2 separate regions of the Mus musculus genome follow, and region 1 is linked to region 2. The links are chromatin contacts, called in public HiChIP or PLAC-seq maps. All regions are on one chromosome and are shown on one strand. The core of a region is the stretch at or near the end of the contact, and the rest is flanking DNA. Distances in the headings are between cores, read along the strand shown. Region 1 holds the start of Igsf8 (immunoglobulin superfamily, member 8). Region 2 overlaps Slamf7 (SLAM family member 7).

What was found. HiChIP or PLAC-seq counts read pairs in DNA pulled down with a chosen protein or histone mark.
Region 1: a contact with region 2 is called in an H3K27ac HiChIP or PLAC-seq map of microglia, with 4 times the contacts expected there. The contact joins the promoter of Igsf8 here to the enhancer-like site in region 2. A contact is called at or near these places in 1 of 39 promoter capture datasets (pre-B cells) and 4 of 115 datasets of contacts at active chromatin or transcription factors (the 230-238 cell line, memory CD8 T cells and microglia).

Annotation. Positions count from the first base shown.
Region 1 is chr1:172,309,712-172,316,159 of GRCm38.p6, forward strand. It overlaps Igsf8 (immunoglobulin superfamily, member 8), which reads left to right and starts at 2,656. Exons shown (of 7, transcript NM_080419.2): 1 at 2,656-2,882; 2 at 6,440-6,448. The coding sequence starts at 2,825.
Region 2 is chr1:171,626,905-171,633,218 of GRCm38.p6, forward strand. Slamf7 (SLAM family member 7) reads right to left here. Exons shown (of 8, transcript NM_144539.5): 8 at 5,499-6,314. Among named protein-coding and RNA genes, the nearest start is that of Mir7683, 12 kb to the right of the region's middle. Within about 2 kb of position 4,742, at least 83 of the 459 cell types and tissues checked have an H3K27ac peak or open chromatin away from gene starts, as enhancers often do. A contact at or near this core is called in the 230-238 cell line, memory CD8 T cells and microglia, where this site is marked.

The sequences.
Region 1 (6,448 bases), core at 1,406-3,905, 680 kb after region 2:
GGGAAGGCCTTGGGTCTTAATTACCTCTAACGATACTCATGACACCTTACTGTCATCTAGATGCTTCATACACATGCCATCTGGAGGCTGAATGTTGTTAAATAACCACATGGAACGAGACTGGTGACTGAAGTCTGCCCACATGTGGCAGTACGTGGAACTGTGGGTGGGGATCTGGTTTGATGGTCACAACAGTGTCCACGTCTCTACAGTCTCAGGCTTCCTCTCAATCCATGCTTTAGTCTAATCTTAAGTCTGCCTGGAAAGGTCTCTTCCTTTTTGCCTCACTCCACCCCAGAACGCCAGTTTCCATACTGCATAAGTCTGTGTGAGTGTGGGGTGTCCTCCAGTCTTTGACGTTGATCTGGCCCTCCTTTGCCGCATGTGCGTGTGTTTGAGCATTGCCCCGCTGGGTGTGTGCGCAACACCTTTCTGTGTGAAGCCCCTTGGTTTCAGTGGGGAGCCATGTGCCTGCATGTGGTGAGCCTCGTGCCTGGCGTTTACTCCCCTCCCCCAACTTTCCAAGTTACATAAGCATCTTAGGAGTGAGACAGTCCTGGACTTTGGGCTCCCTCTGCTGGCCACTGCTGGACTGCACAGTTTTGGGAGGGGTGTGTAAACGTTCTCCTAGCCCAGCCCCTAACCCCTGTGTACTGGCACGGGAGTCCCTTTGTCCCAAGCTACAAGGTAATCTCCTGGAAGAGAGCTCCTCCTACTCCATCCCATATGCTTATACCGAGTGCTGACTGTTAACTTGTTTATTCAAAACACGCAGGATATCCCTGAGAGTTGGGGACCTTGAAAGCCTTGCTGACTAGGGCACTACTAAAATCCAGTACAAGGTCTGGCCCGCTCAGTACCCTGCAACATGAATGAGTTTTCGCCCTTAACAGAGTGAACAGTGGAGTACAAGAAAAGATGGGAACCGTCAGACTTGAGGTTTTGTGGATTTGTTTTGTTTTGCTCTTTTGTTTGTTTTGAGACAGGATATATGTGGTTTTGGCTGGCCTGGAAGTCACAGAGATCCATCTGCCTCTGCCTCCTGCGTGCTAGGGTGTGCACACCAGACCTGAGCTTTAAAGTAACACTTTAGTTACCTTAAAATCTGTGTGGCCTTGGGCAAGACACATAACTATTTTAAAAGGCCAGGTCTCTCTTGTGTTAAATGACTTTGCTTGTAAAATAACCTGTAAAGTTTAGAAAGGATATCTTCAGGTGGTGGCGGTGTTATTGTGAAACCATCCCATAAATGGCTATGATGATGATAATCATGATGTTGTGATGGTGATGGTGATGATGATGATGATGACCGACTTTCAAACCGGTACCAGAAAGTCATTCAATCCACTCAACCTCCAGCTAAAGGGAGAATGCTTTCTCCCAAAGTCTCCCGGTAGCTTGCAGTTTTCACATGGCTCAACATGGCTTCTAGAGAAACAGTGTGAAGAAACCAGGCTTGGGATATATCCAGGTGACAAGGAGCAGGTCCCTTAGCCTCTTGCTAGGCAGTCTTGGGCGACCAGGGTTGGAGTTCTGACTTCCCTATAGATTCCCTATCAGTGTTTCTCTGTGGTTGCTGAATGTGGCTTCCACTGGCAGCCCCACGAATACGACTTCTGAGAAGAGGAAGTCACCGCTGGCCCGGATCTCTTTTCCTGTCTGTGCCTCAGTTTTCTCAATAGGAAGCAGTAAGCGAGGGAGCAGGGGTGAAGGGGACAAGTAGGGAATGGAGGTGAAGATCTAGACGTGTTCTAGGCCACTTCCCCCTAATGGGCACTTCCGCGCCCTGGTTTTGCAGGCTGAGCCGCCCCTTCTTCCCATCCTGGCCCCACCCTACTCTCCGCCTTTTTCACAGTTGGAGACATGGCTTTGGGAAGAGGTTTCTCTTCCTTTTTCCTACCTCCAGGCTAGCTCCACCTTCCCCAGCAAAGAGGTGTGTTACGTCCTCTCGTTGGAGACTCCAATTGGTAGAAAGCAGTTTAACGCAAAAACAAAACACCCCCATAGTTACCGTGTGCATGAAACGTATGTGCATGATCTCAGCTAATAATCGCCGTAACTCCTCGAGTGTTTACAATCTCTGTTCCGTACGTGGCGGGGGGGGGGGGGGAAGTGAGCTTGAAAGCATTGAGCTGAACAAGGATCTTCCAGCTAGGAAGTCTGGACCGCTAACCCACTTCCCTTTCGCTTTGCATTCTGACCGGGTATTAGAACAGATTTCCAGCGATCTTCCAGGACTCTGAAGCCCCTTTGGGTCCGCTTCACGTCCAGGAAACCGTGGGTCAGGCCATGCCTACATAAATCAGCAGGGTTTGCTGCCAAGACTCAGTGGCCCACATCACCCAATTGGATTCTGAGTGCGTAACCACAGTCACCCCATCATGCATCCCCAGAGGCCCTGCAAGCACCCCATTCTCCCTGGAAGGCTGGCAGGTGCAGGGCGGGGTGCCCTCTGAGCGAGGAAATGGGGGTAGAGGAGCCCAGGTGCCGCCAGTTCGCCCAGCCTGAGGCCAGAGGCGGAGCCACCATCAGGGTCGAAGTCTGGCCCAGGCGACGGCCTGGGGCGGGGCGAGGCGGGGGCGGGGCCGGGCAGCGGGGCGCGGCTGGGACTGGTCTCCCGAGCTGCGGAGGGCGGGAAGAGCGGCGGGAGGAGGGGAAGAAGGGTGGAGGGCGGGGAGTTGGCGGCTCCCGCTCGGCTGGGCTCTGCGCACCCACGCTTCACTGCTCCGCTTTCTGCCCCCCACCTGGGCATGCGCCCCCCGCGGCCCTGGCCCCCCAGAGCCCACGCCGCCCCCAGGAGTCTCCTCAGAGCCGCCTACGCAGAATGGGCGTCCCTAGCCCCACGCCGCTGAGTTCGCTCCTGCTGCTGCTGCTAATACTTGGTAAGCCAGGTGGTGGTCGCCGCGTCCCTGTCCCGGCCGGGTAGGTGCCTAACACCGTGCAGCCCACCAGCCCACCTTCCTAGCATTTCAGAGCTGGTTGCATCCCTACTTCTCCAACAGACGTGCCTCCACTGTCTCTGGGCTCGGCGTCTCGCTTCCTTTTGCGCCTGTCTGCCCAATCAGTTATGGGGAGGGTGGTGGTGTCCTCGCTCTAGGTTCCTAGCTGGGGCATATGGGCGACCTACTGAGGTATCCCCTGAGACACCATCGGGCCTCCGGAGGCAGGCACCACTTCTCATCGGTTACACCCAGCGTCTGGGGTCGTTGCTACCAAATACCGTGACAACCTTCTGCCCCACTCTCGGCTCAAGGCCTGGTTTTGGGTGTTTGCTCTGCGTGGGCAGTGCCTGGCGGTCTTCATAATTGCCTAGAGTTGGCTGGAGGCCCAGGGGCTGATTCTGACCACGATCTCTGAAAAAAGTCTCCCCAACACCCCCACCTCCCAATATAACATGTCACCATCTGAGGCTTCTTCCCTCACGTGTCTCCACCCTGGGCCAGTTCCCTCTTTGCCCTTCTTCCACGCTCCCAGATATTTGCCTGGTTGTCAGACTCAGTTGGTCCCAACATCCCTGCCTCAGGAGAAACCAGGCTCCATGGAAACTGAACCTGGGATCTCTAAGCACCCAGTGTCTGTCCTGGTGGGTGTTTATGATGGTGTGTTTTCTGGGCCAACCTTGCGTCATGTCTGGTGTGTGTGTGTGAGTGTGAGTGTGTGTGTGTTGAGGCCTGTGGAGGTTGCTAACATTACCATGTTTGGGGTCTGACTTGGAGGGCTCCCTGTAGGAGGTGTTCTGGGAAAGATATGGCATGGAGCAGTTGCCAGGAGACTGAAGCCCTTGAAAGGAACGTGTGTGTGTGTGTGTGTGTGTGTGTGTGTGTGTGTGTGTGTTATGCATATGGAGAAGATACTATAGTGGGGCACCCCAACCTCCTTCTCTGGTTTATACCAGAACTGCGCAGTGTTGTACAGAATGGTTCCTTGGGCTTCTTGGGGCCAGGATGAAAACTCCTTTGGGAACAAGGCGGGAGGCAGAGTGATGTAGGGAGTTGAAGGAGCTGTGGGGCTTGGTTGCCTAGCGATTGCTTCTTTTCCTTTGGGCTTAACCCGAGCAGGGATGAGCCCAGGGGTGGTTGGGAGGAGTGAGTGTTATTCAGGGGCGGGAGAGGAGCTGAATGTCATCTTAGCCCACTGCAGCCAGCACTGGCATTCACTTCACAGATGATGTGAAATACCACTGTGTATCCAGTGAGGGTGGGGGGTGGATTTGAACTCAGAACTGACTCCAAAGCAGACCTTTGGCTGTTAGAAAGGAGGCAGCCCAGCCATTGAGAACCTTGTAGCAGCCTATGTTCTGAGGCTGTGGGGACAACTTTCCCATGGGGATCTCCAAGCATCAGCTTGTGTGGAGCCAGGAAGGTGGGAGGGGACCTTCTCAGCAGAGTTTACCCATGGGCAGCCAGGATGGTGTCAGCTTGGCTGCCTTAACCATCCTCCTGATTATGAAATGTGCCTGGAGCGATATGTGCCTGAGTCACACACATATACTCACGGGTTCAACATCAGAACTGGGAGCTCTTAGTGCTGAGAGATAGAAACTGAGACCCAGGAGAGGAAAGGGTTGGTCCCATGTTGGCTTTCTGACTCTAGCCTCTGCTTCAGGCGGTGGTCATGTGTTCTCTGCGTGACGTAGCCAGAAGAAGGAAAGGAGCGAGAACTGTAGAGCAGGCTCTCAGGCTCTTGGGTGGTTTCCTCCAGGGCCAGTAGCAAGCTGTGGACTTACCCCTGGAAATCCGGGAAATTACAGTTTTGTAAACCAGGGCTCTCCTTGGAAGCATCTCCGCCTTCTTGGTTTTGTCCCTCTTCAGGGGTGTGTAGAGGCCCTCCAGAGAGGGCAGGGACTTGGCCACAATGTCACATTTCACTTTACTTTTCTCATCTAGAAGAGAGATGGTTCTCACGGCCAGGCCTTCCGTGTTGGCTGGGAGAGAGCTCTAGACTCACATCTGTGGTTAGAACCTAGTGGCAGTGCTCCCTAGAGGTGCTCTCTGGGAGTTTCTTCATTTCTCTCATCTGAGGAATGATTGACAGCCCTTCTTGCATTCTAGGGTTCTGCGGTCTTACCTAGAAGTAGTGGAGAGGAGAAAGAAGCTGGACAGTCCAAGGTTTTGGAACCGGCTGTCTGTTGGAACAGGGGGTGGGGTAAAATGGGTGGAGGGAGGGAGAGAGAGAGAAGGGGGAAGGGGGAAGGGGCAGCAGGTGTTTGGGGTCTCCTTATTGAAAGGAGGTCTATGCAAATGCTGCGCAGATAGGCAAATCATATGTAAATGAAAGCTTTTGTTTGGGGGGCTGTGCATAGTGCATCATCTGGGTTAGCCAGAAGGTTGACAGATTCTGGGGGCGGGGAAGGGATCTTCTGCCCCAGGCCTGGGCAGAGCCTGGTTCTTGCCCCAGAAGCCACAGCTGCCTGTGTAGCCTTGTGGGCTGGGAGAAGCAGTGAGCTCATGGCACAGCTGTAGTGGGGAGGGTATTGTGTAGTGAGGACTGACTAGGTCCGTGCCCTGTCCAGCATGGTGCCCCATCCAGTGCAGTACCCCAGCCAGCCTGGGCCACTGGCTCCATTGTCTAGCCCAGGTGACAGAGCTAAGCCAAGCAGCCTTTCTGTAAGATGTTGTCAGCTCCCCTCCAGCAAAAGGCTCAGAATCCCTTAGCTAGAAGTTCTTTCTGAGCCCGGAGAGACGCCACACATGGCAGGGTAGGAGCGATAAAGATCCAGCCACGAGCTGGAGAGTTGGGAATCAGGCATGCTTCTTTTATTTGTTATTTCCAATTGCATGTGTATGAGGGTCCACATGTATGCATGGGTGCAGGTGCGTATATGTGAGTGTCTGTGTAAAGGTCAGAGGTCAACCTCAGGGGTCATGGCTCAGGAACCGTCCACTGCATTTATTCATGTGCGTGTGCGTGTGCGTGTGTGTGTGTGTGTGTGTGTGTGTGTGTGTGTGTGTGAGAGAGAGAGAGAGAGAGAGAGAGGAGACAACTTTCAGGATTCAGTTCCTTCCTTCCCTTGAGGGGCTCAAACCCAGGTTGTCAGGCTTATGTGGCTACTCACCAGCCACCGTGCCAAGCTTTTTCCATAGTTGCCGGGAATTGAACTCAGGTCCTGATGCTTGCATGGAAAGCATTTTACTTACCGGGCTGTCTATACCCCAGACTCCGGATGGACTCCTCTGTTCATGTAGGTGCTCTGCCTCTAGTTAGCTAGAGTATTCCTCTGTTCAGGTGGATCTGAACCTACGTGATGTGCTGGGATGCTGGTGTCTCGTGTCCCATCTTGTGTTCCCATCTGTGTCTTCGCCCAGCTATGTTCTAACCATCCCTAGGTTTCCCTTTCCTTCACAGGCAGCAGTCAAGAATGGTGCTGATGATACTGGCCATCAAGTGGGGACTCGTTCTCTCTAAAAAGATTCCAGTTCTTTCTGCTTTTACCCCACAGGAACCAGGT
Region 2 (6,314 bases), core at 3,492-5,991:
AGCAGGTGTACCAGGATTCAGGTGAATCCAATTTGGTGGAGATTTGCCCCTGCTGCCCTGATTAGCTGAAGCTGCGTGCCTGGTGAGGTGGCGTGGCCTGCTGTGCGTGGATGGGAACTGAGAGTATAAAAGAGTGAGAGGCCCAGGGTTCGAGGGAGATATAAACAAGGAAGATATAAACAGGGGAGATATAAACAAGGGAGATATATAGAGAAAGAAGAAATAGGACTGAATAAACGTGTGCAGAAGGATCCTGCTGTGGCGTCGTTCTTGCTGGCGAGTTGGGGGCGCGCGCGACAGACTGAACCTCTGAAACTGTAAGCCAGCCCCAATTAAATGATGTCCCTTATAAGTGTTGGCTTGGTCATGGTGTCTCTTCACAGCAATAAAACCAAACTAAAATACTAACACTTTATACCAAAAATACTAACACTTTATAAAAGACGAACACTTTGTAATCAGAAAATTATTGCTCATAGCTTGGTAACTGGGACCTCTAAGAAAGGTGTTGGAAAGTGTGCTGTCTGATGAGGGATCTCTCTTACATACAGATGGAGCATGGCTGCTGTGTTGTCACATGGTGAAAAGGGACAAACTGGCACCCTCAACCCCTTTGATAAGAGCACAAATTTCACTTAAGAGAACATGTAAGACCTACTTACTTCTCAAAGACTTCCCCTGACTTCATCATGTTGCAAGCCAGGATTTCAACATGTGAGTTTTAAGGGACAGACTGTAGCAAATAACTTTCAAGGCTAAGGCTCTCCAGAAGGTTGTATATGCTCTGAACCCATATCAAATGTAGATTGCTGTTTCTCCATAGCTTAGATTCAGGGTGGAAATGGGAGCGACTCTACTCATCCCTCAGCTCACTGTCAACTCTTTTCCTTCTCTCCATCCTCCTTCTCTTTTCATGAGTTAGGGTCTTGTTATGATTCTCAGGCTAGTCTTGAACTCTTGGACTCAGTGGCCCTCTTGCTGTATGGCTGACTTTACAGATACACCTTAGTACACCAGCTTAAACTATTTAGGTTATGCTGAGCCAGAGAACTTCTCTGTGGTTTGGATGTGGTTTGCCTTCCGTAGGCTCATGTTCTAGAGGCTTGTTTTACAGCGTAAATGAATTACCAAGTAATAAGGGAGCCTCGTGGGAAGTGATTTAGTCATTGTGGGTACTACCCTTGGAAGACATTCATCTTTGCCTTTTGTGGATGAGTTAGAGCTCCCAAGACTAAACTGGTCATAAGACTGAGCTTTTAGAAAGCAAGGTTGGTTTTCTCATGCTACTGTAGTTTTCTCCCTAGCCCCACCTCCTGGATATGTGTACAGTCTTACTCCATGTCTGCATATAAGTTGCAGAAGGAGTCAAGGTCTTTGTGCTGATAGAGAAGCACTAGAGAAACCAGAATGTTATACACACAGGCTTTTCTCTTCCATGGAAAGGATTCATACCTGTTTCCCCACACAGAAGGCCTGAGTGGATATTGTTTATAGCCTGGCACTCTTTGCTATTTTGTGGGGCCAGGGTTCACCCAAATCCTTCAGACTCCTCAGCCTTGCTTCTCAGTCAATAGAATCTATTCTTGTGGAAGAAGTCGTAGGTATTTAAAGGAGTGTCAATGTAGTTGTACCTTAAGCTTTATTGTAATAATTATCATGAGGAGACTTTTTAAAAAACTTTTTATTGGTTCGTTGTAAATTTCACATCATGCACCCCAATCTCACTCAGCCCCCTCTGCCCTTGCAACCTTCCCCCAAAAGAAAACAATAAACAAACAAACAAACAAACAAAAATTTAAAAACACATCTTGTCATGGAAGTTGTGATGTGTCATGGTGTGTCGCACAGTGTATCCTTTTGCCTCAAACATGTTCATTATAAGTCACTGGTCTGGTTCAAGGACTTTGTTTCTGCTGCACTATCAATACTGGATCCTTACTGGGACTCTTTGATAACCTGGTTGTTGCCTTGTGTCATGGAGATCCTGTAGCTTTGGATCTGCAGGACTGGCCCCTTCACCTCTTCCAGAAGTTCACAGACCAAGTAGATGTTGTGGTGGGCCAGATCAGTCGTTATTGGAGATCCTCTGAATATTCCCTTACCCTAGGAAAGCCCCCTGTCATAGGTGACTACAGCACCGGATGCCTCTCATTCTTAGCAGTCATGACTTCAGTCATGTTATTTGAATGGTAGTGTCTACCTTGGCCTCTCTCACTCTAGTATAAGCACCCAGAAGGCACTGACCTCTGTTCTGTGCTCTATTTTGAACAGTGCCTGGCATTAGTTGCACTCAGTAGTGCTGTTGGACAGATGTGTGACGTGTGTGTGTGTGTGAGTGCATGAGCAGGCGCCTTTCTGAAATGGTACATAAAATGTTGCTCCCCCTTCTTTCTCTTAATTAGGTTTCTCCGTCTGAGAACTCATTTCTCACATTTCACAAGTCCTCCACCACGCAGGTTGGAGGGCTGTATGTGGTGGGCCTGGGAGGTGGTGTGACTTTTCACACTGACAAGCTGGTGGTTTCCTTTGCCTACAGGTCGAGCTCAAGAGGAAGGAACCTTTTGCAGCTAATATCGTGAAATATTGAGTTCATAGATTTCAGGCCCCATTTAATTCAAGGGTGGGGTGGTGGTGATGGAGATGAGAGTGTGATGATAGTCCTAATTATTTACTATGTGAGTTAGTTCCCAGAGAAGAGGAGACGGCAAGTGTTGGAGTCAAAGCCCAGGCTCTCTTTGTCTGCCCATAACCCACCACAGATTCAAGCCACAGGCTCTGACAGAAATTAATCTTTTCCTGTGATCACTGTGGGAGGGTCTTCCTCTATTCTCCCATAGAGGGGCATTTTCCACCTTCCGAAACCACAGTTTTAGTAGGTGGGTTTCAGATTTCCCCTTCACCTCCTCTTAGCAGACGCCAGCTCTTTTGCTCTCACCACAAATCTATTTAAAATGTCTTCCATTCTGCTATACAGTGAACATTTTCTTAAATTGAAAAGCATTTGGAAAATGAACACACACACACACATACACACACACACACACACGTACACACACGTACACACACGTAAGAGACAAACTTGTACTCTCTCCAGCAACCAGTCTTAATAGTTTTGATGTATTTTCTTTCATTTGTTTCATACACATAGATTTATTTTAAATATACTTCATATTAACTGAAGGGCAGAGAAGAGAATTGGCTTCTCTCCCTCTTCCTCTCCTTTTTATTTATTTAGGAACAGTGTCTCATCTATCTCACCAGCCCACTCCCCCCCCCTCGGCTTGTTAACACAGGAGTCTTGAGTTTCTGACCTTTTTGCCAACACCTGTGGAGTGCAGCCATTACAGCCACACACGACGACACTCAGTTCACACCGTGCTTGGGCTGCTTGGGTTTCTTGCAAGGCATGTCTTTCAGTGCAGTGGTACTCATGGAGCGCATTCAGTTCTGCGTGTTACCTTTTCCACTTGTGATGCCATGACATTTTCTAGCTTTACACAAATGTATGACGTGTCCTTCCCTCCCTCCCTCCCTCCCTCCCTCCCTCCCTCTCTTCTTTCTTCCTTCCTTTCTTTCTTTCTTTTTTTTTAGACAGGGTTTCTCTGTGTAGTTCTGGCTGTCCTGGAACTCACTCTGTAGACCAGACTTGAACTCAGAAATCTGCCTGCCTCTGCCTCCCAAGTGCTGGGATTAAAGGTGTGTGCCACCACCACCTGGCTTTTTTTTTTTTTAAAGATAAGGTCTTATATAGTCTAGATGGACCTCAAATAATTCTAGATGGACCTAGATGGTCCTTCTGGCTAAGATTATAAGCAAGTTCTACCATAAATTAATTTTAATTTTCACAAAAAGTAAATGCATAAAACCAACAATTAATAATAATAATAATAATAATAATATTGACAGCGTCTTCCTATACAGTCCATGCTGACCTCAAATTTGTGGCTCGCCTTTCAGTGCTGGGATTATAGGCATAGATCCCCCACACCTGACTATAGAACCTGTGTTTAAAAAATTTAGCTTAATTACATTATTTTATGTGTATAGACATTTTATTGGTATGTATATGTATGTACCGTGTACATGCCTGGTGCCCATGGAAACCAAAGGAGGGCACCAGATGCCCTGGAACTGGAGTTACAGATGGTTGTGAGCCACCTCCTCAGTGCTGGGGATTAAGCCTGAGTCCTTTGGAAAACCAGCCAGTCCTTTTAACTGCTGAGCTGCCTCTCTGGCACTCTGCCCTGCATTCTTAAAGCCTGTGCTCTTAAAGCCTGCGCTCACGTAACCCTCATTTCCCACCTCACTTTTAGGCAGTCTCCAGAGTGTGTCTACTGCAAATAGCAACACAACACATGTTTTCTGTATGCGAATTCTGCAGTGCCTTTAAAATGATCAATACAGAGGACGTGGGTCATGGAGATAAAACTACAGACTAAACTACAGATAAAACTCACAACCACCTGGACCAATGTGAAGCCCTGGCTTCTTCCGGCCATACTGTAAATAGTTCTCTTCAGATGCTGCTCTGCGCCTTACCTCTCACCTTTGAGAGAATTTCAGGGAACCCTTCCTTAATACGTACTGATTTTATTTAAATAATATTTTATTTATTCATAAAAGTAAAGTAATAAACACAGTAATTAGCACACAGTGCTTAGTAGCATTCACAACTGTGCCTTGGACAGATGCCTAGGCAGCTCTGGGCAAAGCCTAGCTCAGCTCTTTGTGGTTATGACAGAGTTGCCACGTGTTGGGGAATACATCCTATTTTTAGCTTTCACTTCCCCTCCCATCAGCTCAAGACAGCATCTTGGCTTCTTCTCTTTTAAACATAGATTTGTCTCCTTGATTTCATATCCCTCAACCCTGGAACCTTAGTTCCCTTTCAGCATTCTCATGAAGACATGTAGTTCTTGTTCTGGGAGCACATCAAATACACACACACACACACACACACACACACACACACACACACACACACACACACACACCCTTACTCTACCTGTTCCCATGTCTCTTCCATGACACTAGAAAAAGAAAATAAGATTTTTTGGGGGAGGATATATGTCTGTTTTACCTAGAAGACTAACCTAGTAGAGGTTCTCAATAAAGACTCATTGGGAACAAACAAACAAACAAACAAACACAACTGTAAAGGTTTTCAAGCCATCAAACCCCAGACTCTATCTGTGATGCTAGGTCTTAGACTAGATCAAAAATTTGTATGCAGGCTATTTCTCTATTTTTAAAGATGGACTCCTCTGTAGGCTCAGGGCGTACACGGTTCCCTTGGAGCATGTAGGTATAGTTGAAGTCCAGATGAGGGGTCCTTGTCCTCCATCATCTGCTTTAAAGGACCTCAAATGGTACCAGACAAACATAGGTGTATGTTTGGATTTTCTGTCCTTGTGCATTTTGGCCATTGGTACCTACATACCCTTCTGGGACTCCGTAGTTAGTATTTCTGTGGCGCCCTATAAAGTGGTTCATGAGATATCAAGCAAGAGTGAGTGTATTGCAACAATCCATGAAAGTGTAACACAGCACCTGGCTCATAGCTGCTGGTTCCATTAATAAATTAATAGACTTATTTGGAGCAATTTCAGGCATCTCCCAGTCATTTTCTCTGGGCTAACTGACAGATTCAGTCACACTGGCAGAAAGGAATACAGATTCTGGGTTTGAGGAGAGTTCTCAGCAATTGGACGATGAACCTCAGAGTCCAAAGAGGCTGAGAATAGCTTATTCTGGAAGGAAGTGGTATCAGCTACCACACTGCCAAAATCCTGGCAGGAGCAACTTACAGGGGAAGGGCCTGCTTTCGATTTTGAGTTCTAGAGGTTATAATCCATTGTCATCAGAGGCATGGCGGCTTTAGGGGCTTGGCCTGTGTTGGAGGGAGTTTGCAATGTCTGCTTCTTCATAACATGGTGGACAGGATTCTGCCTGAGGTGGAGCAGAAGGCTTGCCCAGAGCCAGGAGTGACTGTCACTTTCTAGGCCTGCCTCCTGGAGACTCACCGTCTGCAGACAGACTCTATCTTCTATAGGGTCTACAGCACCCTTAAATAACACCAAGTGTTGAACCACACAAGCCCGCAACCTTGAATCTTTTCGACTCAATCCATAACACTCCCGTCTTGGCTCACAGGTCTTGGCTCAATATGCCTACGGTCATCACACAATGCAAAACACATTCCATCTAACTTCAAGAGTCCCTAGCCATAACAGTTCAATGTCCAATGTCTTTTATGAGATGTAAGGCAAAGTCCTAGTTGTGAGCTCTTAAAAAATAGAAAACTCACATACTTT